4 separate regions of the Mus musculus genome follow, and regions 1, 3 and 4 are each linked to region 2. A link is a contact called in public HiChIP or PLAC-seq data. All regions are on one chromosome and are shown on one strand. The core of a region is the stretch at or near the end of the contact, and the rest is flanking DNA. Distances in the headings are between cores, read along the strand shown. Region 1 overlaps Ptprs (protein tyrosine phosphatase, receptor type, S). Region 2 holds the start of Ranbp3 (RAN binding protein 3). Region 3 holds the start of Acsbg3 (acyl-CoA synthetase bubblegum family member 3). Region 4 overlaps Rfx2 (regulatory factor X, 2 (influences HLA class II expression)).

Evidence for each region. HiChIP or PLAC-seq counts read pairs in DNA pulled down with a chosen protein or histone mark.
Region 1: a contact with region 2 is called in an H3K27ac HiChIP or PLAC-seq map of embryonic stem cells, with 3 times the contacts expected there. The contact joins the enhancer-like site here to the promoter of Ranbp3 in region 2. A contact is called at or near these places in 7 of 39 promoter capture datasets (the 3T3-L1 cell line, the HPC-7 cell line, cranial neural crest and 4 more), 1 of 15 datasets of contacts at CTCF or cohesin (the NIH/3T3 cell line), 17 of 484 Hi-C or Micro-C datasets (the AML12 cell line, the Ba/F3 cell line, CD4 T cells and 8 more), 13 of 115 datasets of contacts at active chromatin or transcription factors (astrocytes, craniofacial prominence, embryonic limb bud and 4 more) and 5 of 9 other capture datasets (adipose tissue, embryonic stem cells, liver and 2 more).
Region 3: a contact with region 2 is called in an H3K27ac HiChIP or PLAC-seq map of embryonic stem cells, with 7 read pairs. The contact joins the promoter of Acsbg3 here to the promoter of Ranbp3 in region 2. A contact is called at or near these places in 1 of 39 promoter capture datasets (cranial neural crest), 3 of 115 datasets of contacts at active chromatin or transcription factors (embryonic stem cells and stem cell-derived neural progenitor cells) and 2 of 9 other capture datasets (adipose tissue and liver).
Region 4: a FOXA1 HiChIP or PLAC-seq map of pancreatic cancer cells shows a contact between it and region 2. The contact joins the enhancer-like site here to the promoter of Ranbp3 in region 2. A contact is called at or near these places in 2 of 484 Hi-C or Micro-C datasets (the HL-1 cell line and the N1E-115 cell line), 2 of 115 datasets of contacts at active chromatin or transcription factors (memory CD8 T cells and pancreatic cancer cells) and 1 of 9 other capture datasets (pancreatic islet).

The regions. Positions count from the first base shown.
Region 1 is chr17:56,421,025-56,427,220 of GRCm38.p6, forward strand. It overlaps Ptprs (protein tyrosine phosphatase, receptor type, S), which reads right to left. Exons shown (of 33, transcript NM_011218.2): 13 at 5,363-5,480; 14 at 4,303-4,902; 15 at 3,856-3,953; 16 at 3,001-3,254; 17 at 2,470-2,563; 18 at 2,159-2,374; 19 at 1,105-1,262; 20 at 809-820; 21 at 216-328. Among named protein-coding and RNA genes, the nearest start is that of Mir6977, 5.2 kb to the left of the region's middle. Within about 2 kb of position 4,172, at least 220 of the 459 cell types and tissues checked have an H3K27ac peak or open chromatin away from gene starts, as enhancers often do. A contact at or near this core is called in the AML12 cell line, Th1 cells, bone marrow-derived macrophages and 9 more, where this site is marked.
Region 2 is chr17:56,668,528-56,674,894 of GRCm38.p6, forward strand. Ranbp3 (RAN binding protein 3) reads left to right here and starts at 4,698. Exons shown (of 17, transcript NM_001252466.1): 1 at 4,698-4,884. The coding sequence starts at 4,863.
Region 3 is chr17:56,874,108-56,879,857 of GRCm38.p6, forward strand. Acsbg3 (acyl-CoA synthetase bubblegum family member 3) reads left to right here and starts at 1,377. Exons shown (of 14, transcript NM_030141.2): 1 at 1,377-1,573; 2 at 1,981-2,289; 3 at 3,256-3,482. The coding sequence starts at 2,154. It overlaps Acsbg2 (acyl-CoA synthetase bubblegum family member 2), which reads right to left and starts at 340. Exons shown (of 15, transcript NM_001039114.1): 1 at 90-340.
Region 4 is chr17:56,805,438-56,812,138 of GRCm38.p6, forward strand. Rfx2 (regulatory factor X, 2 (influences HLA class II expression)) reads right to left here. Exons shown (of 17, transcript NM_009056.2): 2 at 2,797-2,888; 3 at 1-10. The coding sequence starts at 2,880. Among named protein-coding and RNA genes, the nearest start is that of Gm41604, 15 kb to the left of the region's middle. Within about 2 kb of position 5,119, at least 129 of the 459 cell types and tissues checked have an H3K27ac peak or open chromatin away from gene starts, as enhancers often do. A contact at or near this core is called in the HL-1 cell line, the N1E-115 cell line, memory CD8 T cells and 2 more, where this site is marked.

The DNA.
Region 1 (6,196 bases), core at 2,922-5,421, 250 kb before region 2:
CAAGGGCACTGGGTGAGGGATGGAGGACACGGGGTAGGGGGTGTGATATGAACCCCCCTGCCTTTCTGCCTGATTCATTTTGTTTTTGACTTTTTAAGTTCTCGGAGAAGGTGGCAGTCACATGACCTGCTGCTTTGGTGATCAGAGCCTGGCTCATTTAGGGGGTGCTTCTGGCCCCACCCCAGCTGCTTCTGGCCCCCACAGTCAGCTCATACCTGGTGTCTGGAAGTTGATGCGTCGCATTTCCACAGGGTCCTTGGGGTGATGGGGGGCAAGGTCGGCATTGTTCAGTAAGCATTTGGTGCGGGGCTCTGAGTCCTTGCGTTTGCTTCAAGGACAGAGAGGGAAGGGACAGAAAGCCAATGTTTTAGCATATGCCCCAAAGTGTGTGTGCACACACTCAGGGACACATGGCCCAGGACCTACAAACACGAGGTAGGGAATGGGCCATTTACACACTGAACCCTAATTTTATGGAGCCTCAATCCTACAAAGACCCTTGGATCCTAGACTAGCATCAACCTCAGATTGGGTTCTCGGCCTTAGCTGAGCCCCAAATCCAGATGAATCATTCGTCCTATAGACTAAACTTCAGTCCTAGACTGGACTACAATCCAGGACAAGCCCTTATCCCAGATTAAGCTCCAAGCTGACTGAGCCTCAATCTCACCTAAATTCCAATCCTATACTGAGCCTTGATCCCAGGCCCTTGTATAAACACGTATGCCACCTGGAGAACTGAAGTAGCCACGTCCCATGAGCCCAGCTCCAACCACCCGTCATCCTCCTGCCTCAAGCCAGTCCTCACCTGTCAGGTTTGCTGTCCCCAGACCGGATGCAGGTGAGAGGAGAAAAAGAGAATGCCAAGTGAGACTGTGCAGGTCAGACCGAGCCCCTTCTGTGATGTCAGTGGCTTCCCAATCTTGCCGACTCCCAGTTTCTGTCATTTGGTGCTTTCCCTCTATGCCTGGACCCCGTTCCAAGGAGGTCACTTCAGTTTTCTCTGGCACAGGTGTGACGGTCCCTCACTTAAGCAGCTACACCCTTATGGTCAAGCACAGTCCCCTAGCTCAGTGTCCTCCTCCCGCCCTTGGGCTCACTCACTTCTTGTACAGCAGGATGGCAATCACGATGCAGATGATGAAGACCACGGCCAGCACAGGCCCAATCACCCAGATGAGGCCCTCCTCGCCGTCCACAATGGGCTGAGGGTCCGGGTTGTCCAGCTGGAAGGGGTCTGAGAAGGGACTGGCTGCAAATGTCTGCAGGACAGAGGCAGCGGAGGGGCTGTCATCAGTGCTGGCCACATCCGGACCCCCAACTGGCCTAACGCCCTCTAGCTGTCTATGCCCGCTGCCGGGGCCGCTCCCAGGCTTCTCTCCTGGGGCACATGGGGGATGGGAAACCTTTTCTGTTGAGCTCCTGCTGATCCTTCTCAGCCCCAGCTAAGGTGGTGTTTTCCTCTAAAGGATGAACCCTAGGGACCCTCACCCCAACCCCGTGTCCAGTCAGTCTCTTTGTCCAGGCCTAGCCTTCTGTGAGCTCACAACGTCTATGCTTGGCTTTGGGGATCGATTTGGGTCAACCTCACAGAGAGGTCCACATATCCATAGAGCAAGCCACCAGGTGACCTCTGTACCTCCATTTCTATCCTGTCTCCAGGCTGGTGGGGAAGCTAGGATGTAGGTGGAAGCTAGGATGTAGGCGGAAGCTAGGATGTAGGCGGAAGCTAGGATGTAGGCGGACGCTAGGATGTAGGCGGAAGCTAGGATGTAGGCGGAAGCTAGGATGTAGGCGGAAGCTAGGATGTAGGCGGAAGCTAGGATGTAGGCGGAAGCTAGGATGTAGGCGGAAGCTAGGATGTAGGCGGACGCTAGGATGTAGGCGGAAGCTAGGATGTAGGCGGAAGCTAGGATGTAGGCGGAAGCTAGGATGTAGGCGGAAGCTAGGATGTAGGCGGAAGCTAGGATGTAGGCGGAAGCTAGGATGTAGGCGGAAGCTAGGATGTAGGCGGAAGCTAGGATGTAGGCGGAAGCTAGGATGTAGGCGGACGCTAGGATGTAGGTGGAAGCTAGGATGTAGGCGGACGCTAGGATGTAGGTGGAAGCTAGGATGTAGGTGGAAGCTAGGATGTAGGCAGACGCTGCCGAGGACTTACAGGCTCATTCTTCTGCAACACAGCAAGCACAAAGAGGACATAGCGGTGGCCTGGCTCCAAGCCCCTGTTGTCAAAGCCACCATATTGCTTCTGGTTCCCAGGATGGAAGACAGCTGGCAGGATGGAGAATCGAGCGGCGATGTAGGGCCGAGGCACCTCCAGCTGTCTGGAGTGGCGCAGGCTGCGCCTCTGCAGCCGGGAGATGTCCTGGATGAGCTGCAGAAAGAGTGTCACAGGCCTCAGCGCTCCTAGGGGAGACGGGCGTCACAGCCTGGCTGTGTGCAGGCCCCATGGAGACGGGGTGGCCTTACCTCCTCCAGATCCATGTCCTCTGGACTACCTAGTAGGACAGGGAACTGGCCACCTCGAGACTTCCGAAGTGGGACCATCACAATGAAGTAGTTCCTGTGGGTAGAGTTTCAGTGACACCCGTGTCCCAATCCCAACCCCTTGCAGTAACACGCCTCTACGTCCCAGTTCTTAGCTATCTGCCTTCTGCCTACTTCATGGCGTGCCAGATCTCAGTGTCCTGTGCATCCCTCAAAGCCCACGTGATCTTACGCCCTTTCCCCGCCTCCCAGGAAGCCCCTTGAGGTCCTCACTGCAGACTCCTAGCTAGGCCTCCCCGCTAGCCTGAAGCACAGACCAGAATCTTTTCGGGGGCTAAAGGTCGCCCAGTGAAGGGTCAGGCTTTATGGGGACAGTCGCATGAGGCAGGTTCACGTGACCCTTATCTCAGTAAGTGTGCAAATGGGGTCACAGAAGGGATGTGTGGCTCGATGCAGTCACATAGTGGGTTGACAGCTACAGGGACAGGTATGGGGGGAGGGGGGTTAGCATACTGCACGGTCACAGGACTCTGGCCATCAGGCAGGTAGACCACGATGAAACCGTCATTGTCGGGCTTCGGGGCGACGCTAGGCTTGCCACTGAGCATGTTAAAGGCGGTCCTGGCAGTGACCGTCTGCTGCAGGCCCCCCAGGCTGCTGCCACGGTTGGTGAGCACGAAATTATAGAAGGTGTGTGGCTTGAGGTGTGTGATCAGCTTCTTGGTCGTGCGGCCGTCCACATCCAGGGTGAGCCCATTGTACTGAATCTGTAGGCAGAGCTGGCTCAGCAAGAAATGGGCCGGGGCCTAGCAACCCCAGCAGAGCTGCAACCTCAGGCTGCCTGTCCTGGACCAATCCTGACTGAGCCTCACTTCTGGATGAACCATCTGACTGAACCTAAACCCAAACTTAGCTCCTGAGTTCTAATTCAGTACAGAGCTGACTGAGCTCCAGTCCAAAAATAACCTTCAGGTCCAACTAAGCCTTGATCCCTGATTGACCTTCAAACATGGCAAAGCCCTGGAGTTAGGCTCAGGAACAACTGACTGTTCGAGGAGGTCCCTTAACTCTAGCTTCTGACCAAGACTGAACAACATACTAAATCCTGGCTTTGGCCAGAACCCCAGCTCTGAGTGCCAGTCCTGACTAGGCTTCAACTTGACTGAGCCTTGATCCCAGGTTCAGTAGCAACCCTGACAGACCCTGATCCAGCTGTGATTAATCGTAGACTGCGCCTCAATCTCAGACTAAACTGTGAAATCTAAGTATCATCGAATCCTGATCTGGGGTGGCCTTGACTGTGCCCAATCTCCCTCAGGCTCCCAGATTTTACCTCCCGCCCCGCCCCTTCCTCCACTGTTGTAGTACCTTGTAGGGTGTGGGTGAGTTATAGTTGTCGGGGAACTCCCAGCTCAGCAGCACTGAAGTCTTCATGATCATCTTCACCTTGAAGTTCTTTGGGGAGACTGAGGGCGGCGGCAAGCAGGGAGAGAGAGAAAGATGGCCCAGTAAGAACCGGGCGCTGGCTAAGGGGCGCGTGGGGCGGCCCCTGTTGTCCCTGTGGTCCGCTGTGCCCTCGGCCTTCCTGCCTGGCCCGGCCCTGCCTGCCCTGTCCCCAGTGCCTGCTGCTGCTGCTGCAGAGACGGCGCGGCTGCGGAGAAAAGCGGGAGGGGCGTAGCAATGGGCGTGGCCTCCAAGCCGCATCCCACCTGTGCCTGCCGACCGACCGACTGGAGCCTCGGGCGCCTGGGCTGAGTCTGGAGGCCGAGACTTACCTGTGGGGAGGGGCGGGCCGGGGCCCGGGGCGGCGCCTACCTGGGTCCCGCGCGAGCCTGTAGCGCAGCGGGGGTGAGAAGGGGCCCGGGCCGCGACGCGTGTGTGCGCGCACGCGTAACTCGTAGGCCGTCTCCGGCCGCAGCCCTCGCAGCGTGAGCGCTGTCTCGGCCCCCGGCTGGGCGGCCGCCGCCAGCTCCGTCTCGGTCGCGGGCCCAGGGGCGCCGGCCTCCCGCACGGACACCGTGTACTTGATGATGGCGCCGTTGCGCTCGGCGGGCACGGGTGGCAGCCAGCGCAGTAGCACGGAGCCCGCGGACACGTTGCCCGCGGCGCCCAAGATCTGCGGGAAGCCGCGCGGAGCGTCCTCGGGGATGCTCAGCGCTGCCGCGGCCTCCTCGCCCAACCCCGCGCGGCCCCGCGCTGCCAGCCGGAACACATAGGTGGCGCCCTTGTGTGCAGGCGCCGCGAACCGCCGCTCCCACGCAGCCAGCTCCAACGTGGCCGGGGCCGCGTCTTCGCGCCCAAACTGCAGGCGGTAGCCAAGCACCGGGTCCTCGGCCGCGTCCGCGGGGGGCTCCCAGCGCGCCAGCAGGCTGCCCTCGGGGGTCTGCTGCACCGACAGGGTGGGGCGGCCCAGCACTGTGGAGGGAGAAACAGCTGCCCTGCCACGTTTCTCCAAACCCCAAAGGCAGCCCCTCACTGAGGGATTTCTGCGCAGGGACCCACCCTTGACCACACTCCCAGTCCTTAAGGTCTAGTTTTTAAAGGTACATTTTAGGAAGGACTTCCTTTAAGCAAAGACTTGGATTCCCTGTGAGGCACATGGACCTATTTTGGGCTACCTTTAAGCTTGACTCCCACTTTGCAGCTGAGAGGAGACAGCCAAATGAGTATAGTGTCTGGTGAGAGGGAGTGACTTGGGCAGAGATGGATATCAGGGCCAGCAGTGCCTGGCCTCTGGAACCTCTGAAAAGGGCCCATGTCTTTCCTGTTTTGGGTCCACCTGGCTGGTGCGTCTTAAAACCACTCTGGCTTGAGAATCATGGGAAATGCTCTTGGCCTTGTGGAGCCAGAGGCTGTGCAGTGGATAGGTATCTACCTGCTCCCTTGGTCACCACCACCTTCGGTTTGCTGCGAGCGCCATCGCCTTTCATGGTATACGCGGCTACTGTGATAGAGTAAGCAGTCTCAGGCTGGAGGTTCGTTATCACCATTTCCTGTGGGTGGGATGGGTGGGCACGGTCAGCAATGGTGCCAGCCCTGCTCACCTTCTCCCCTAAGAAAGTCACAAGAGATGATGCCTCCAGTCCACAGGCAACATGCTGGTGAGCTCATGCACAGGCTGCAACATGCAGTGTCCACACTCCTGTCAGAAACACACAAGCTGGGCACACAGCCACCACCAGGTCCCCTGCTCCTATACCCAGGGCAATAGCCATCAGAGAGCATCCCGATCAGAATCATTCCTCCAAGGCGCCCACCTTCTCTGGAGTCAGGTCAATTCTCTATAGTCCACCAGACCCTGCTCATCTGCTGCCCCGCTCTCCTTCCTCCCTCTCTGCTTCTCAAAGGCACTGCACTCCAGCTACAGGGGGGTCCTGGGTGTTTCTCTAACATCCCAGGCCCCATCCTACCCCAGGGCTTGGCTTCCCCCTGAACCCACTGGATTATCAGAGCTGCCCACAACCAACTTGAGAAATTCAACAGTTAACCCTATCTGGAATCTGAAAGCCAGTTATGAAACAGCCATCTAATGTTAAGATGCAAGCTGCAAACTTAAAATGGAATAACTCTGAGAAGAGAGGCAGGATGGAGAGGTGCGGGCCACGACTCAAGCCAGCCCTGAAATTCTAAGGTGAAGATTGGGGTGTCAGGCTAATCCTGTCTCCGATCAAATCCCGAAGCAATAAGCCTCTGCCTTCCTACTGTGCTG
Region 2 (6,367 bases), core at 3,448-5,947:
CCTTGTCCTGTGGGACTCTCGGGTCCAGGAAGCTCTCCGCGGAATGAGGGAGCCCTTTAAACACCGCACAGCTCTTGGTGCTGGCGACCAGAGCACTAGGAGATGTCGCCCAGACGACCTACAAGTCCTGGGCAGGGCCTCTGCATGCAAGCTTGAGGACATGAGTTCAGCTCCCCAGAATCCACAAAGAAGCCGGGTGCAGGGTCTGTGACTTCAAGAACTGGGAAGCCGGCTCAGTGCGGAAAGGGTGATCCCAAGTCTGCAGTTTGTTCCCCTCAACAGCTGAACAGCAGCGCTGCTGGGCCGGGGTGCATGGCGGCACACGACGGCGCCGGGATTGCAGGACAGGGCGCAGGGGTACCGTTGGGTAAAGTGAGGAAGACACCTGATGGACCTTTGGATCCTCATTGACGCGCACGCACACTCATGGGCGGGCATTCACGCACAAGCACCCGCTGGCTCTGACATCGCAGTCCTCTGCTGCCCCCCAGTGGCCACTGTGCAAAACCTCTTTCAAGTTTGGATTTGGGGGTCTCGAGGCGCCACAGGTTCTGTCCACATATCCAGTACAAGACAAAGAGAGGTAGGAGGATCTCCCACAAATTTGTGCTAGCCTGGGCTAGAGTGAAATCCTGTGTCAGAAATACAACCAACCAGCGCATGGCAGTAAAGGCATACATGCACCTCACAACCCAGCTCGGGAACTGGGACAGCAGGTCAAAGGGTAAGGTTATCTTCGACTGCATAGGGAGTGATGCGAGGCCAGCCTGGGCTGCATGAGTCCCTGGCTCAAAATAATTAATAATAATAATACGACAAACCTACTCTCAAAGGAAGGGAAGCTGTGTTCCTGTCCCCTGTAGGAACTGCTATATACTTCCACTGAAGACAAGCTACGTTGGTTTTGATTAACACATGTCCTAGTCGAGATGAAATGGACCCCTATTTCTGGATGAGAAGTGGGCCAAAGAACTTCTCTTTCTTCTTCTTCTTCTTCTTCTTCTTCTTCTTCTTCTTCTTCTTCTTCTTCTTCTTCTTCTCCTTCTCCTTCTCCTTCTCCTTCTCCTTCTCCTTCTCCTGCTTCTGCTTCTTCTTCTTCTCTCTCTCTCTCTCTCTCTCTCTGTTTTTCAAAACAGGGTTTCTCTGTGTATCCCTGGAACTCACTCTGTAGACCAGGCTGGCCTTGAACTCAGAAATCTGCCTCCCTCTGCTTCCCATGTGCTGGGATTAAAGGTGTGTGCCACCACTGGTCGGCCCTTTCTTATTTTCTTATTTTATATTTGAAGTCATGGAACTCATTCTGACCTTAAACTCACTGTGTAGTTGAGGTTGACCTTGAACCCCTACTCCTCCTACCTTGCATGCCGGTGCTGGGATGACAAGCGTGTGTTTTATGCGGTGCTGCAGATGGAAGCCTGGCCTTGTGCACTCTGTGTGACTGTACGGCCGACTCTGCTACAGCCCAGATTTCAATCCCCGATACACACAGTTCTCAGTCACCAAGGATTATTTCCTGGAATTCTGGCTGAGTGGAACTGAAGGCTGAGGGATAGAAGGCCACCAGCCCCCCACAGCAGAATCAACTCATAGTGTAAACCTAGCCTTCTGGGTCCAGAGCTCCTGAGTCTCCGGATGTCCCTCAAAAAGCCACTGCTGGATTCTATGCAGTTGGTCACAAGGCGTCGCAGAACATGACGTGTGACATAGCTTCAGACTGTACAGAGATTTACTGACACAGAGCCACAGGGATGGCAGCACCGTTGTTAATTTTCAATTCTAATTTACTCCTGGGTACTGTATGGCTGGGGATCTCCCTGGAGGGAGAAGGTACCACGCCTGACCACTTGTACCCCAGTGACCAGAGTAGGAAGCTAGTAGTATTTAAAGTACATTCTTTTTTCTTTTAATTTTTAAAATTTAAATTTTAGAAAATAATTTTTTTTAAAGATTTATTTTATTGATTATATGTAAGTACACTGTAGCTGTCTTCAGACACTCCAGAAGAGGGAGTCAGATCTCGTTAGGGATGGTTATGAGCCACCATGTGGTTGCTGGGATTTGAACTCTGGACCTTCGGAAGAGTAGTCGGGTGCTCTTACCCACTGAGCCATCTCACCAGCCCAGAAAATAATTTTAAAATAAAAATTTTATTATTTTATTCCATGTGGATGTCTGTGTGTCTGTACGCGGGTTTGTGCATGTAAACACAGTTCTTAGGGAGGCCACGAGAGGCCATCACAACCCTGGGAGCTGGGCTTACAGGATCTTGTGCATTGCCTGATGTGGGTGCTGGGGAGAGAACTCGGGATCTCTGCAAGAGCAACCAGTGTGCAGAACCCTTGAGCTGTATAATAACCTGTTTCCTTGTTCAGTTTACAAAGATCTTTCTGTTATGGCTTGGGGCAGTGGTTCTCACATGGTTCCCCCATTTGAGGGTCACACATCAACTATTTACCTTATGATTCAGAATCGTGGAAAACTTACAGTTATGAGGTAGCAAGGAAATGCTTTTATGGCTGGGGATCACCACACCATGAGGAGCTGTACTAAAAGGTTGCACTATTACGAAGTTTGAGGTCCACTAGTTTAACAAGTTTAGGAGTTTATTGGTTTCTTTTGTTTGTTTGAAATAGGGTCTTACTCTGTAGATCAGGTTGGACTCCATCTCACAGAGATGCACCTGCCCCTCCCTCCTGGGTGCTGGTATTAAGTTCTGTGATAACATAGAGACACTGAGTCACTGTGCAAGGCTCATACAGCACTCAGGAAAACATCATAGTGATGGAAGGTCACAGGGTCAGACAGGGAGGTCCACAGGGGAAAAGGGGACTGAGAAGACCTGGAGCAATGGCTTGACTGGTAAAGCATTTGGACAGGAGTTCAAATCCCAGCACCCACGTGAGAAGCCAGGATGGCTAGGAGGGCCTGTGACCCTAGCCCAGTGTAGCTCCAGGTTGAGTGAGGGAGGCTGTCTGAAGTGAATAAAGCAGACACATAGAGCAGGATCCCCAACCCCCCTACTTCTTCATGTACACTTGCTGTGCACATACATCCACACTCACCACATACACCAGGGAGACAGAAGGTTGCGTTGTATGCACACATTCATGTTCCCAGGAGTTGGAAGCTGAGGCAGGGGGATTACTGAAAACTCCAGACCAGCCTGAGCTATGTAATGACACTCTCTTTCAAAACTAAAAACCAAAAACCAAAACCAAAACCATTGAACCTGGGTATGATGGTGACATATGTTAGCCTAACTTTCTGGCTGTGCCGGCAGGAGGATCAGAAGTACATGGGCACCCTCATCTACAAAGCCATTTCGAGGGCAGTCTGGGCTACATAAAATACTCAAAACTGGGGGTGGGGGGGGAGAAAGAAAGTGTGAGTGAGCTCTTTTTTTTTTTTTTTTTTTTTCGAGACAGGGTTTCTCTGTGTAGCCCTGGCTGTCCTGGAACTCACTCTGTAGACCAGGCTGGCCTCGAACTCAGAGATCTGCCTGCCTCTGCCTCCCAAGTGCTGGGATTAAAGGCATGTGCCACCACGCCCGGCAAGAGTGAGTTCTATATCTGTGGCCCCAGCACTTGGGAAGATGAGGCAGGAGAATTTTGAGTTCAAGACCAGACTGGACTACACTGTGACAGTGTCTCCCTATCTCACAGATCTATAGGAGTATACCCAGATTTAAAATACGTAGTAGCTGCTTTCAGGTGTCTTGTCAGTATGCAAAGGTGAATATAGGTTTGGTTTTCCATTCTCCCTTCCTTTCTTTCTTCCTTACTTCTTCTTCTTCTTCTTCTTCTCTCTCTCTCTCTCTCTCTCTCTCTCTCTCTCTCTCTCTCTCTCTCTCTCTCTTTCTTTCTTTTTTCCAGACAGGGTTTCTCTGTATAGCCCTGGCTGTCCTGGAACTCACTCTGTAGACCAGACTGCCCTCGAACTCAGAAATCCGCCTGCCTCTGCCTCCCGAGTGCTGGGATTAAAGGCGTACGCCACCACGCCTGGCCTGAGTTCTTAGCACCCACATAGTTGGCTTAGACCGGTCACCCACAGTCCAGTTCCAGGATAGCCTTTCCTTTTTTAGCCTTTTGTAGGCACTGCACACACATAGCACTCATACACAAATACATCTTTTCTTATTACTTATTGTTTGTTTGTTTTCAAGACATAGTCTGTGTAGCCCTGGACCAGGCTGCTCTCAAACGGAGATCCTCTTGCGTCTGCCTGAGTGCTGGGATTAAAGGCGTGCGCACCAATGCCAAGTCTAATGCCCAGAGAGGTTAAGAGTCTAGTTTTATTAGGACATCCTGTGTTTGAAATCTAGGGTGACCTCTGACTTTGCCTCTTCCTCAACCACCCCAAATAGCCATAGGAAAGCTGTGTGAAAGGGCCTGGCTTCTGATTCAGGGACATGGGCCACTCCTTCCTGTACGCGGAATCGCTAAAAAGCCTACCTAGGCTCACGCCAGAGAAACAAACAGAGAAAGTGGCGGGATGGCAGTCAGGACAGCAAGCAGCGGCACGTCTCTCCTGCGCATGCGTGGGGCTCGGCCATCCTCCTCCCCCCCCCCCACCTCCTTAACATGCTGCCAATGCTAGGAGCTCAGGACCAATAGCAAACTGGCGCTGCCTGTGCGCATGCGTGCCACGCTAGCCACACCCTCTTCCCTTTGCGGGCGGGAAGAGGCGGGCGGAGAGCCGTTACTGCGCAGGCGCGCGGCCGGAGCTCTAGCGGGTGCGAGCTTCCCTCCTCCTCACACCGGCGCTGGCTTATGGGATGCGCAGGCGCAGAACTCTCCCAGCAGAAAGCCCTCGGAGCCCGGGGGCCGGGCGCGGGGCCTTGTGGGAGGGCTTAAGGAAGTAAAATGGCGGACCTGGCGAACGAAGGTAGGGGAGGCGCCGCCGGGGGCCAGCTGGCGGCAGGCGGGCGCGGGGCGGGAAGTCAAGGGAGCCCCAGAGTCGAAGGGCGAGCGCTTCAGGTTGTGGGAGTTCGGCCTCACCCGGTCTGGGCACCCAGCGGGCCCCCCTACCGTGGAGTCTGGTCCCCGGCCGGGTTCCTCGCGGCAGCCCCGGCTTCTGCCTCCTCCCGACCTCGAGGCTCCTCGGCCGCGCCGCGACCGCCTCCCACCCCCCACCCCCACCCCACGCCTTCCGGCCTCGCAGGCCGCCCGGGGAGCCCAACGGGCCTTGAGACGCGGCTCCGCGGCCTCGAACGAGGCGGGCGAGACCTCCGAGCCTGCTCGCGGGCCCAGCCCGCCACGCTCCCTTCCCCGCTTCCCTCGCCTGGGGCCTGGGCCTCCTTCCCCGGCATAGCCTCAGGCTCAGGTCCGGCTCTCCTTCATCCCGCGAAGGTGCTCGGCCACCCCGACCTGTAGCTTACACCCCGAGGTCTGCTTAAACCCGGACCGGGCGCCCCTATTCCCGCCACAGGGCTCCAGGTCCTTTGAGGTGCACTTGATGCCCCCCATTTAGGCCTGGCCATCTGATCTTGAAACTCCTAACTGCTTCTTCACATCCCGTTTTTATTTTTGACACCGTGAAACCTCCCCTCTGGAGTCGACATCCCATTTAAGGGGTTTGAATATGGTAGGACTACCCAGTTGTTGCAGAACCTGCACGTCTCTTCCTACCAGTCTTCAGAGTCCTTTGGAGTGCAGCTTACATCCCCTGATTTAGGCTTGGCCACCTGATCTGTATTTCCTAATTCAGTGGTTCTCAATCTTCTTAATGCCGTGACCCTTAAATATAGTTCCTCATTGTGGTGACCCCAACCATAAAATTATTTTTGTTACTTCTTCATAACTAGCTTTGCTACTGTTATGAATGGTAATGTAAATGTTTCTGGATTTCCTATTTAGACATTTGCCAAAGGGGTGGCAACCCACAGGTTGAGCACTGATATACTAATTGCTTCCACACCCCCTTTTGCCCCGTGGCCCTGACTCCCTGAGCACTCTGGGATGTAACACTTTCTCAGTCAGCCTGATGCTTGACACCCAGTGGTGGCCCCTTCGGGGCTCCTCCAGGGTTCAGTTTGGGGACTTCAGGGTCTGTTTTTTTTGTTTTTTGTTTTTTAGATTTATTTATTTTTATTTATCTAAGTACACTGGAGCTGTCTTCAGACACATACCAGAAGAGTACATAGGATCCCATTACAGTAGTTGTGAGCCACCATGTGGTTGCTAGGAATTGAACTCAGGACCCCTGAAAGAGCAGTCAGTACTCTTAACTGCTTAGCCATCTCTCTAGCCCCCAGAGGTCTATTTTCAGCCCTGTCCTTTTTCCTTAACAACTACAGTCAGGCTGTTAGCAGGGACGTGGTACTTCACTATGCACTATGCAGTGACATGTAGTCTGAGGCTTCTGTAGA
Region 3 (5,750 bases), core at 127-2,626, 200 kb after region 2:
GGAAAAACTAAACTCTGGCCTTCCCTAAATGTGGGCTCCGTTCTGTCACGGTCACGTGCCCCACGCAGAGATCCTCTCAGGAACCTTACCAACTTTCACAAGGTGGCCAGGTGTCACAGATGGAGACATCTGGTCAGCAAGGTAGTTCTCCTTCCACAGAGTTGGTCAGTGGTGGGTGGTCCCAGAAGCGTGTGTGTGTGTGTGTGTGTGTGTGTGTGTGTGTGTGTGTGTATGTGTGTGTGTGTGTTGTCCCCTTCTTGCTCTGGTCACCCCTCAGTCTAGCCAGGGTGATGGTGGTAGATGGGTTCCCACCCAACACAACTCCATAATTCAGGCTTCTGGAACCTTCTGCTCAGGACACCCCTTATGACATCACTGGCCGTCCTCCCCTGCACCCAGCCTCAGGAGAAAAGTACTCCCTGGGGAAGGGGATTGTAAGCTTCCTTCACCCATCATTCCCTCATTCATTCATTCCTTCCTTCATTCATGCATATAATCTTCAGCCACTCACCAGTGTACTTACTCATCTATTCATTCATTCATTCATTCATTCATTCATTCAGATATCTGTATGTGCTTGAACAGTTTTTCCAGCTCCAGTGTTGAGCACTGTGCATTACATTCGATAGAAATAGAAATGAAACCAGACAGGGCCATTCAAGAACCTATGGGGAGTCTCAAAACCAAAAAAAAACAAAAAAACAAAAAAACTACCATAAAGGGTCTGGCACTGTAGCCCAGTGGGTAGTGCTCAAATAGCATGTGCAAGGTCTGGGATTCCAAGCATCACATGAATGGCATGGCACATGCCTGTCAAACCAACACTGGGGATGGTGGAGGCAGGAGGACCAAGGTCATCCTTGGCTACACAGGGAGTTAAAATGTAGCCCAGGCCATATGCACATGCATTTACACTGTGAAACCGTCATCACCATCCAGTTCTAGAGCCTTCGGTCTCCCCAGTCTGAAGCTCTGCCCCAATTCAGTGCTCACTCCCCTCCTTTCCCAGGTCTGCACCACCCACTTCCTGTCTCTGTGACTTGCTCTGGGGCCTGCAAGTGCGACCCTGGGGTATGTGCCCTCGTCTGGCGTATTTCACTGGACAGGGTCATCATCGTTCCTCCACGTTGGCATGGGCATCTTTTCAGGATGTCCTCTCAGCCTGGAGTGTCCACACCCTTGCTCCCTCCTCTGTCAGTGACCATGAGCTAAGAAGCGTGGCTACTGTGTGGATATGGCTGTGTGACAGACCTGAGTCTCTTATTTCAATGGTTTCTGGTGTATGACCAGAAGGGGACCTTGGGTCATGTTGCCATCGTGGCCCTGGCTTACGGAACACAGTGATGTCACAACAACTGCCTTGAAATGTAGAAGGGAATGTTCTGGAGGATGTCCAGTCTGGGGGGCTGCGTGTCCTTCTGTGGCTACAGTGGGAGGTGGTGACAGAGCTGGACAAGAGTCACCACTGTCGTACCAGTTGATAAAGTGGCAGCCTGTGGTGGGGAGAGAGGGCTGAGGACAACAACATCTGCCCCAGCCTCTCAGGAAACGCCGGTGCCACTAGGCACAGAAGGTCCTGGAAACTCTATTCTTTTCTCCTCCTTTCCTCTCCCTTCTTTTCTACTCCCCTCTCCAGAGTCCCATGTAGCCCAGGCTACCCTTGAGTTCACACAGCACTCAACCACTGGAGAACATGAGTTCAGTCCTCTCTCCCACAAAAAAAGCTGGGTGCAGCAGCATACACCTATAACAGGAGACCCCTACTGCTCACTGGCAGTCAGCTTAGTCAATAGGCAAGCTATGGGCTCGGGAAGGGAGAGGTGTGGATGGTCACTGCCAGACAGGCCTCAATGGAAGGAACATAGCTGAGGAAGAAGAGATTTGCTGACGACCTCTGTCTAGCTTCCACAGGTCTGCATACACGCCACACACAAGGAATGTCCCCCACTAACACCCAGCTTGTTTTATTTCTTTTGCCAGCATCCACTCCTGCTCCCTTATCCTGGTCTGTGAGGTTCCTGTCTTTCTCTGGCCAATTCCACCACCATCCACCCCGCCCTTTGAGGAAGCAGACACCCCACTGTGGACACCTGGTCCTCTGCCCTCTGTAACTGTGTGCGTGAACATCTTTGTGCTGGGTCTGTGTCGTGGGAATGACTGACCCTAAGGAATCAGATAACCTTCAGACCTCCAGGAGGATCCTGAAAACCAAAACCATCTTGAAGAACAAAATTCACAGTGCAATATCGAAGAAGGCACAAGCAGATAACTTTGAGATACTGACCCCAGGTGGGAGCCCTGCCCCCCACCCCGTGCAGGGAGAGGGTGGGGGTGGCAGCAGGGTCCTCTTGTCAGCCCAGGCACACTTCTGGGATCAGTAGTAGAGCAGCACTGGTCTACTGGGGTAGGTGGTCAGTGGCCGTTGAAGTCCTGTGGAGAGGGCTTAAGTAACCGGGGGAAGGAGTAAGGGTGATACCTATGGCCATGTGACCTTTGCCAGGGCGATCATGTGACCAACCATCAAGGCCTTGTCCATTTGGGAACAGTAACCCTGACTCCATGTTCTCCTTTCTGTGGGTCAGGGAGCAGTGAACAGCACTCCTGTCCTTTGTCCCAGTCTTTTGGAGTGACCTTTGACCTCCATCCACCTGAGGTGGTGGAGGGTGGAGGGTGGGGGACTGTTGCTGTAAATCTCTCCAACCCAAATATGCCCCAGCAATGAAAACACAACACCATTAATATGAAGACATGCTGTATGCCTAGATTGGGCAGATCTACCGCTACACTACCGTCTTCCACATCTATGAGACCCCTTAGAACTCGAGGTATCTCCAGGCCATGTGCTTCTGCTCTGCTTTTCTTCTTCTTCCTCCTCCTCTGCATCCTCTCCCTCTTCCATTTTCTCCTTCTCTCTCTCCCACCTTCAATTCCACCTTCCCTTTTATCTGCCCAATCATCAGCTCTCCTTTATTTTACAAATTAAGGCGGGAAGCAAGTTTACTGGAAATCACCTGAGTGCTGACTCATTCCTTGTTCACGGCCTCTCACAGGAGAACGGAATTGACATCAAATATAATTAGCCCCAGGGCTATCCACAACAGGGGACAGTGACAATGACTCCCTGTTCTTCCTCCGATCTTCGTGGGGGAAGTGACTTCTGACCTTCTGCCCTGTTCTGGGGAGAGTGGTTCTCTGTCCTCCCGAGGACCTCATCTCTCGTCCCAACAAATGGAGTGACCTCTGACCCCGCCACAGGTTCCAGCTACTGGACATCTAAGCGAGAAGGCCAGGTGCAGCTGCGCATGGGCAAGGACCCACTAGATAACGAGCCTCCGGTCACAGTTCCCGACTTGATCATGAGCGCGGCCACTAAGTACTCACACTACCTGGCGATCGGTTCCAAGTACAAGAAAAGCTGGCAACTGCTCACCTACATCGAGTACTACGAGGCCTGCCGGCGTGCTGCCAAGGCCTTCCTCAAGGTACGGCTCCTGTGCAAGCAAGTCCACAGGTGACACATCCCTCTCCTGCGCATTCTTGCCCCTCTAGCACCGCTGTGTGTTATGGGCGGAGCTCACTTGCGGTTTGCGCTCCACTTCAGGTTGCTCATTCCCACTAGGAGTGTCATGCCACCATTAGTCACGTGTGAATTGTTTGTCACTCTGTGTCTCGTCTCAGTTTCCTCAAGTACAAGATTTCATTTTGCATATCAAATGTGCATTAATGTGTGTGTAATTAGACATGGATAATAGTTTTGTTTCTGTGTTACACATATTTTGTGTCTTTAATCTTTTTGTTTGTTTGTTTGGTTTTGGTTTTTTTTCAAGACAGGGTTTCTCTGTGTAGCCCTGGCTGTCCTGGAACTCACTCTGTAAACCAGGCTGGCCTCGAACTCAGAAATCCACCTGCCTCTGTCTCCCAAGTGCTGGGATTAAAGGCGTGCGCCACCACTGCCCAGCTGTGTCTTTAATCTTGTATGTGCATTTATACAGAGCTGTATCAGGTATACCCACTGTTGTATATATATCCATATACATATTAAAATCTAGAGTGTGCATATACGTAAATATGAAAGCTTTCACACATATGTGTTGCATGTATAATGTATGCTTTCCTATATGCAACATATACAAATAGGGGCTGAATGTGGCACAGTGGTTAGAGCACTGGCTGCTCTTACAGAGGACCAGGGTTCAATTCCCTAAAACCACATTGTGGCTGACAACCATCTGTAATGAGATTCGATGCCCTCTTCCGGTGTGTTTGAAGACAGCTACAGTGTACTCATATACATAAAATGAATAAATAAATCTTTTAAAAAATAATATTGAAAATTATATTTAATGTGTTTATATATTAACTTTATAAGGTCTGTATCTTTCACTAATTTTTAAAAATGTGGCCAGATGCTGGGCACTGGTGGTGCACACCTTTAATCCCAGCACTCAGGAGACAGAGGAGGTGGATCTCTGTGACTTTGAGGTCAGCCTGGTCTACAGAGTGAGACCCTGTCACAAAAAACCAAAAGAGTTCTGCTGTTTACTTTTTTTTTTTTTTTTTTTTTTTTTTTGGTTTTTCGAGACAGGGTTTCTCTGCGTAGCCCTGGCTGTCCTGGAGCTCACTTTGTAGACCAGGCTGGCCTCGAACTCAGAAATCCGCCTGCCTCTGCCTCCCGAGTGCTGGGATTAAAGGCGTGCGCCACCACGCCCGGCTTTGCTGTTTACTTTTAATTGTGCGTGTCGGTATGTGCATGGGTCTCCTAGACCTGGAGTTATAGATGGGCGAGCTGCCAGAGGCCGTGCTGGGAAGTAAAGACTGGTCTTCTGCAAGAGAATACCTGTTCTTAGCTGCTGAGCCATCGCTCCAGCTCCCTTTCGTAATACATTTACTATAGAATGTACACATACTGACGGTGGTAGGATCTGGTCCACAGGTCCCCTGTGAGGACAGACATGAGTGTTGGTTTCACTTTGTGAGTGGCATGTCCTTGTGTGGAGGAGGATGAGCATACATGCATGTGGACACCCTGCTGACCTGGAGCTCGCCAATCGCATGTGTGTAAGGCATCGTCCTGGTGTCTCCCCAGCACTGGAGTACACGTGCCCACCACACTTGACTGAGAGTTGGAACTCAGGTCATAACTGTCGCACGGCAAGGGTTTTTTTTTGGGGGGGGGGGTTGTTTGTTTGTTTAAGATCTTGTTTATTTTATATATACGAGTACACTGTCATTATCTTCAGATACACCAGAAGAGGGCATCAGATCCCATTACAGATAGCTGTGAGCCACCATGTAGTTGCTGGGAATTGAACTCAGGACCTCTGCAAGAGTAGTCAGTGCTCTTAACCGCTGAGCCATCTCTCCAGCTCCTTTTAAATCATTAGTCATTTTTTTGTTTGTTTGTTTAAGATTTTATTGTCCTGTCTTTCTGGTTACCTGGTGTCATGATGGCATGTTTGTTAGTTGGTCCGTTCCACGAGAAGCTACTGTTCTAACCCTCTGGTGTTTGTTGAATAAATGAAGTTTTAAAAGCCCCATCCTTCAGATTAGGGGAGTCAGAGGAAGGAGATGAACTTTTTTTTTTTTTTTTTTTTTTGGTTTTTCGAGACAGGGTTTCTCTGCATAGCCCTGGCTGTCCTGGAGCTCACTTTGTAGACCAGGCTGGCCTTGAACTCAGAAATCCGCCTGCCTCTGCCTCCCGGGTGCTGGGATTAAAGGCGTGAGCCACCACGTCCAGTTGGAGATGAACT
Region 4 (6,701 bases), core at 3,869-6,368, 140 kb after region 2:
CCAGCACCCTCTGCAACAGACAATAGGAGTGTCAGACCCACTGGAGTTCAGCACCAGGGAAGACCCCTTCTGAACCGTGACCTGGCTGGCTGTCCCACTCTGCTGGCTGTGGCAGCATGCTGGGACCCATGGAGATGCAGACACAGGGCAGGGGCAGGGGCAGAAGTTGCATGTGCAGATACACACAGAGACACATATGGATGGACAGGCAGGCAGGCACGCACGCACGCACGCACGCACGCACGCACGCACGCACGCGCACACACACACACACACAAGCACACACACATGAGCACACACACAAGCACATACACACACATGAGCACACACACAAGCACATACACACAAGAGCACACACACATGAGCACACACACGTGCACACTAGAAATACCCAGTTGGGAATATGAAGTTCAAGCCCAGGAGCTAAGGTCAGAAGTGGGTTCTCCATGACAGGGCTCCCTGGTGCAACCCTGACCCTCACTGGTCTGAGTCACATCTTGGCTGTTTGGATGAAGGAAGCAGACCAGACTGATTTGAAGAGAGAGGATACTAGGGACTGTGGTCACCCACTTTCTAAGTGCTGAGAGGACCTGTGAGGACACATCTCTCTCTAGTGTTCCAGAATGGAACTACAGGTCCAATACAGTCCTGACCAAGACAGAGCCTGGCCCTGTGGGTGAGGGGGCTCCAGTTATCACAAGGATCCAAACAGATGAGTGTAAACACACATGGTGTCTGTCCTTAGGCAGGAATGTCAGTTAACCATGAACAGGTGCAGGGCTCTGACTCCCACCACAGCATCAAGGGTCCTTGAGGACCAATGGACATGGGGCTCAGATGTCACAGTGAATCCAGAGACAGGAAGTCGACTCAAGGTAGGGAAGGGGTCAGCAACTGCTGATAGGGATGAGCCTCTGATAGACTGTTGTGGAACTAGAGAGGCAGGATGGCTTAACTCTGTGACTACAATAAGAACCCTTCTACTTTCACGAGGTTCACTTTATATTGCGCCAATCCCTTCTCAGTTAAAGGGTAGTCAGGAAGGGCTATGCGCACATGGCTCTAGGTAAGAGGCCTTGCTGCACAGCATGAAGATGTGAGCTCGAATCCCAGCACCCACACAGAAAGCCAGGTGTGGCTACAAGCTCCTATGATCCCAGTGTACAGGAGGCAGGGACAACAGGACCTCTGAGGCTTGCTGGCCACCAGGCCAGCTATAGTCAAAGCCGCCGCTTCAGGACAATAAGGTGGAGAGGGACAGAGGCCTCCATCACCTTCACCTGGTAGCCTGTGTCCACACCCAGCACATCCCCTCCACTATTGTGGCACACACCTCCAATACCAGCACTCGGGAAGCCGAGGCAGGAGAGTAGTTGAGAACTTGAAGAAAGAGTGCATTACAGAGTGAGGGCTGTAGTTTGCAGGGCATTTTCAGCATTGCAGAAACTGCCCTCAGGCACCATCAGCCGTGGTCTCAAACAACAAGAGCAAAACAAAAACAAACAAACACACACACACACACACACACACATCCCCTGAAACACTAGGGGTTGGGTTGGATGTGATGATAAATAGCTGTAATCCCAGGATTCAGGGTGGAAGAAGGGGTGAGGCTGAGGCAGGGGGATTGCTGACAGTTCCAGGTCAGCCTTGAGTTACATAGTGAGACCTTGTTTCAACAGATCAGCAGAACAAAAGCAGAGGCACAGAGTTGCTAACACTGAGAGTGTGATGGGGCAGCTCGATCTGGGCAGTGGAGGGTCACGACATCAGAAAGCATGTAAGGAGCTGGAGGGGTGTGGACGAGGTGAGCAGCTTTGTGATGGAGCCCTTTTCTGACACGTGTAAAGGCACTGGGTTCATCACCAGCATTTCAGGAGAAACAAAGGGCAGCATCTGAAGGTAACTGCCTATCTATTGTTAATTTCCCCTCCTTTGGCTCTCTGAAAAAATAAGTTAGTATGTGTCCTATGCCTGTGTCCCTGACCTTTCAGTTTGCCTGGCATGCCCATGTGTCCTGCCCCACACTTTACTCTGAAGGCTGGTGTGCTCATGGCTACAGAAAACAGTGGTGGACGTCTCTCAAGAATGAATCTGGGCTGGGTGGGAAGCACATTCAAGACCCCGGGCTCCATTTCTAATATGAGGTAGGGGGAGAAGGAGATGGAGGAGGAGATGGGTAGGGGATGGAGGAGATGGAGGAGAAGATGGGGAGGGGATGGAGGAGATGGAGGAGGAGATGGGTAGGGGATGGAGGAGATGGAGGAGGAGATGGGTAGGGGATGGAGGAGATGGAGGAGAAGATGGGGAGGGGATGGAGGAGATGGAGGAGGAGGAAATGGAGGAGATGGAGGAGAAGATGGGGAGGAGATGGAGGAGATGGAGGAGGAAATGGAGGAGATGGGGGAGAAGATGGAGAGGGGATGGAGGAGATGGAGGAGGAGGAGGAAATGGAGGAGATGGGGGAGAAGATGGAGAGGGGATGGAGGAGATGGAGAAGGAGGAGGAAATGGAGGAGATGGGGGAGGAAATGGAGGAGATGGGGGAGGAGGAAATGGAGGAGATGGGGGAGGAGGAAATGGAGGAGATGGAGGAGGAGGAGGGTTGAATGGAGCTTTGGGGAGCATCCTAAGATTTCTCTCTACTTTGAATTTTTCAGTTATTTTTCCTTAGGCACAGAAGCTCTCCAGAGCGAGAGCCAGTTGACTGGTGGGGTGTGTTCTCTCCTCATCTGTGTCATGGTTCTTTGGTGGCACTTTTCAAAGAGTGCCGGGATGGCAGGGCGGGCACAGTCACCTGTGGGGAGGCTGGCATGGGCTGGGCTGCAGGACGCAGAGCCACTGACGCTGGCGAATCTGCTCCTCCCTCGGAGTTCTGCATGCTGGGATCTAGAGCAGAGAGAGTGGTGGTGAGGTGTCGGGGGGTCACACACCTGCAGCCCATGGCCCTGAAGCTGAGCAGCCATGATCACTGATGGCGGCAGGGGGCAGCTCCAAGAAGAAAGCGACCACTGCACCAACAGTGACCACCCAGGTTCAAATCCACAGAACCCATGTAAAAAGCAGGCTTGGTGTTTGTGCCTATAGCCCCAGAAGCGGAGAGGGGCAGGAGGACCCCGGTCTCAGATTCAGTCAATAAGCTCCTGTCTCAACAGTCACTGGAGACAGCCTATGACATAGAGTGCCCACAGGAAGAGGGGATGAATCCCTGTTTGGTGACACTGGGTTCTGCACCCGCCTGTGCTGCCCCATTGGTGATCACTAGATGGAGCCAGAACCACGCAGTACAGTGATGCGCGTCAGTGTAGCGGTTTCCAGAGGGAAGGCACTTGGAGTGGCTCAGGACACAAGCGGAGGGAGGCAGGAGCGTAAGGAGTTCAAGATGAGGAGTCTAAAGCCAGCCTGGGCTACAAACATAAAACAAAAAGTATTCTGTAAGAAAAATCTTTTGTGTATACACACACTGGAATGAGTAACTAAGCTGATGAATGAATAAATCAAATTCAGTGTTTTAATCCGACAGAGGGGAGGACGGCTCAGTCAGCAAAGAGTCCTTCAAAGGCTCAAGGACCTCTCAGTTCTGAGCCCAGAACCCAGTAAGAATCTTGGAGTCTCAGTGACTGTGAGATGGGAGGTGGAGATGGGGCAGGGGGAGTGTTCCTGGAGTTCATGGGCCAGCCTGGGCCACAAGGTGAGTTTCAGGGCAGCCTGGACTACTGAGTGAGGGAGGCTCTGTATGAAACAAAACTTGTCACCAAAGACTCACAAGAATGTCTGAAATGAACAAATCTAGTAACACCCAGTTGCTTCCATTCCATTCCGTGTCTGAACAATGGACACCTCATTCATACAAAGAGACAGACAGACAGACAGACAGACAGACAGACAGACAGAAACACACACATACACACATACACACACACACACACACACTAGGTGTGGTTGATCATGTCTTTGGTCCCAGTACTAAGATGGGCTGGGGTGGCCCAGGTCTCAGGTGGGAGAGATGATAACAGCCAGTGATGGCTGGTGGGTTTGTTGTTGGTACTGCTGCATGGTGCATGAGGTTTCCATGAGGGAAGTTCAGTGGGCCCACAGGTACTAGCCCTGAGGGACACGTGGAACATGTCCCCTGCCCAGGCTGGGTCTCTCTGTCCCTGTACTCAGCATGGGAGTCCTCTGTGGCTACTGAGTCCTCACAGTATGCACCACCCTCCTCACTCAGGAGCTGCCCAGGTTGTGGGATCAACTGTCAAGGAGCCCAGAGCTGAAGTTCAAGTGTGCCCTCCTCTCCTCATTCCACCTGAACCTCGGGATGACACTAGTGGCTGGCAAGCCAGAGAGAAGCTGGGATGTATCTGAGTCAAGTGAAAAAGTTAAAGGTTGTCATTCAATAAGGGAAGGCCACAGATGTCAAACTGAGGTTGATAAGCTACAGTTAGGTGTGTCGAATGTGTGTGTACGTATATGTGCATGCATTTGCTGCATGGGTGAATGTGTGTGTGTGTGCTTGTGCATTCTGGTGTGTACTGGCTGGAAGGACTGCAATAGCAATGGTGTGGCTGAGCTTGCTGGGCACGGGAGTCTTGCTCACTGGCCCTCTGCTTCTCTGCTTGGTTCTTTGCCTCTCCTGAGTTCTCTCCTGGGGGGACCTGGCTTTCTCTACCTGTCCTCACCTGATTTCCTCCCCTATGGGGGTCTCAGGAACCTGAGAGCACTCTGTCATCCTGCCTCTCTGAGCCTGGCTCATGGTTCCCTGGTGACCCAGCTCTACCACATACTGCCAGTCAATGGTCCAAAAGAAGGCCTCAAGTCTCCCCAAGACCAGCCTCTAATCCAGTCTGTGCATTTGACCTTGAACTTGACAGAGTGCCCAAGTGGAGTTGCTGGATGGCAGATTGCAGTGGCCAGTCTCCTGCTGTCTCCAAGGACTCCAAGAGGCAGGCACAGGCTGCAGTGCGCTGGGGTCTGGCCTGGCGCCAGGTGGATCTGCTGGGGAAGCGCCCTTTGTTTACAGGGGGAAAAAAAAATCTTGGGTTGCCTAGCAACAAGTGGGCAGGCAAGGAAGGGCAGGGAGGCTGTGAGCCATTTCTGGGCTGGGTTCCTGGCTGTCCTGACTCACTGTGACCTTAAGCAATTTCTCTCTCTTTTATCCCCACCCCTCTATCCACCCATCCAGGGGTGCTGTGACTCTGTCACTTGCCACTTGGTTAAGCTCTGCTGTGGGGGAATCAAGCCTCAGTTGGTCTTTGTTAGTCTTGGTGGCAAGACTGGCACCTGAGTCCTACCCACCAATGCAATTTGTATCCCTGCTCTGAGTAGGGGGACAGGTCCAGCCAGATGGGCCCACACTCCAGCTCCCCTACAGACAAGTTCTCTTGGTTCCCTGTGACCTGAGGTCTCAGGAGTAAGTGGCCTGTGTGTGACACTGGGCATTGGTGACCTGTGCTGGGGGCTGCCCTGCTTAGCATGGACCTGAAGGTGATGCTGGCAACTGTAGCGGCTGGCCATGGTGGCTGCATCTTGTCTCCCTCCCCACTGTGGAACTGAGTTCTTCTCTTCCATGCCCCTGAACTGCCTGCCTCTTGGTATTCATCAGGGTTGAGAGAGCTGAGCACTGTTCATGCCAGTCACACTGTGTGACAGTCACCCATGTCCCCAGGAAGGGTCAGGGTCCCCAGGGATACCAAGAAACTCAGCATTTTCTGGCTATCAACCCTCTGAAGCCTGAGGTTGAACTCACACAGACACCCACACACTGAGTGGAGAGAGGGCTCAGAGGTCCAAGGGCGGGGGCGCCCTTGCCAAGTGCCGGCCACCCTTGTAAGATTTCCTTCAGCTGAACTTTTGCAGTGCCTGAAGCCAGCCCTGTTTTTGCCATTTGGAGACTGGGTCTCCAGTAGGCCTGAGTTCACTGAGTGCTGAGGTTGGCCTTGAACTCCTAACCTCCAGCTTCCACTTCTCCAGGGCTGCAGTGTGTGATAGCCGTCACCACACATGATTTAAGGGGTGCAGGGGATGGAACCGCCTATTGAGCCCCATCAGTTTGCCTCTGGCACAGGTGGGTTTCCAGTTGGAATTGGCAACTAGTTCCCCACTGTGAATCTTCACATTCCATTTCTTTTTCCGGCCTACAAGGGGGCTCAGTGGGTCAAGGCACTTGCCACCAAGACTGACAACCAGGCCCATGATGGATGCCAGCTGTCCTTTGGCATGCAAGTTGTGATACAAGTACCCTTCAACTCATACACAACAAATAAATACAACAAAGAAATAAGAGTTTCAGAGGGGTCACACGGCTTGCTTTCTGTCACAAGGGAGCAGCTCTGGGAAGGACCTGTGCCTGCAGAGGCCCAGTGACAGACGGAAACTTCAGTGACTGGGGAGTTGGAATGCTGCAGGTCCTGGGCCTAATTCACTTTATATCGGGCTAGCCTTAGCCTCCTAAGTAGCCATTTCTCACTCCTCTGTATCAGACTTAACATCTAGACTAGAGATAAAAACCCTCTGGGATGTTATCACTTAGAGAACCCCAGTTACCACCAGCCCAGAGGCTGAGTCCTCAGGGTGTCTGAGGCCCGCAGCTGTACTTCTGTCCTGTGCGGTGGCTGACACTGGGGTCTCCAGCAGGGAACGTAGTGCATCCTCAGTTACTGCTTTGTCCCATTATGGCAAAGCTCCACTGAATAGCCTTCATGCTCA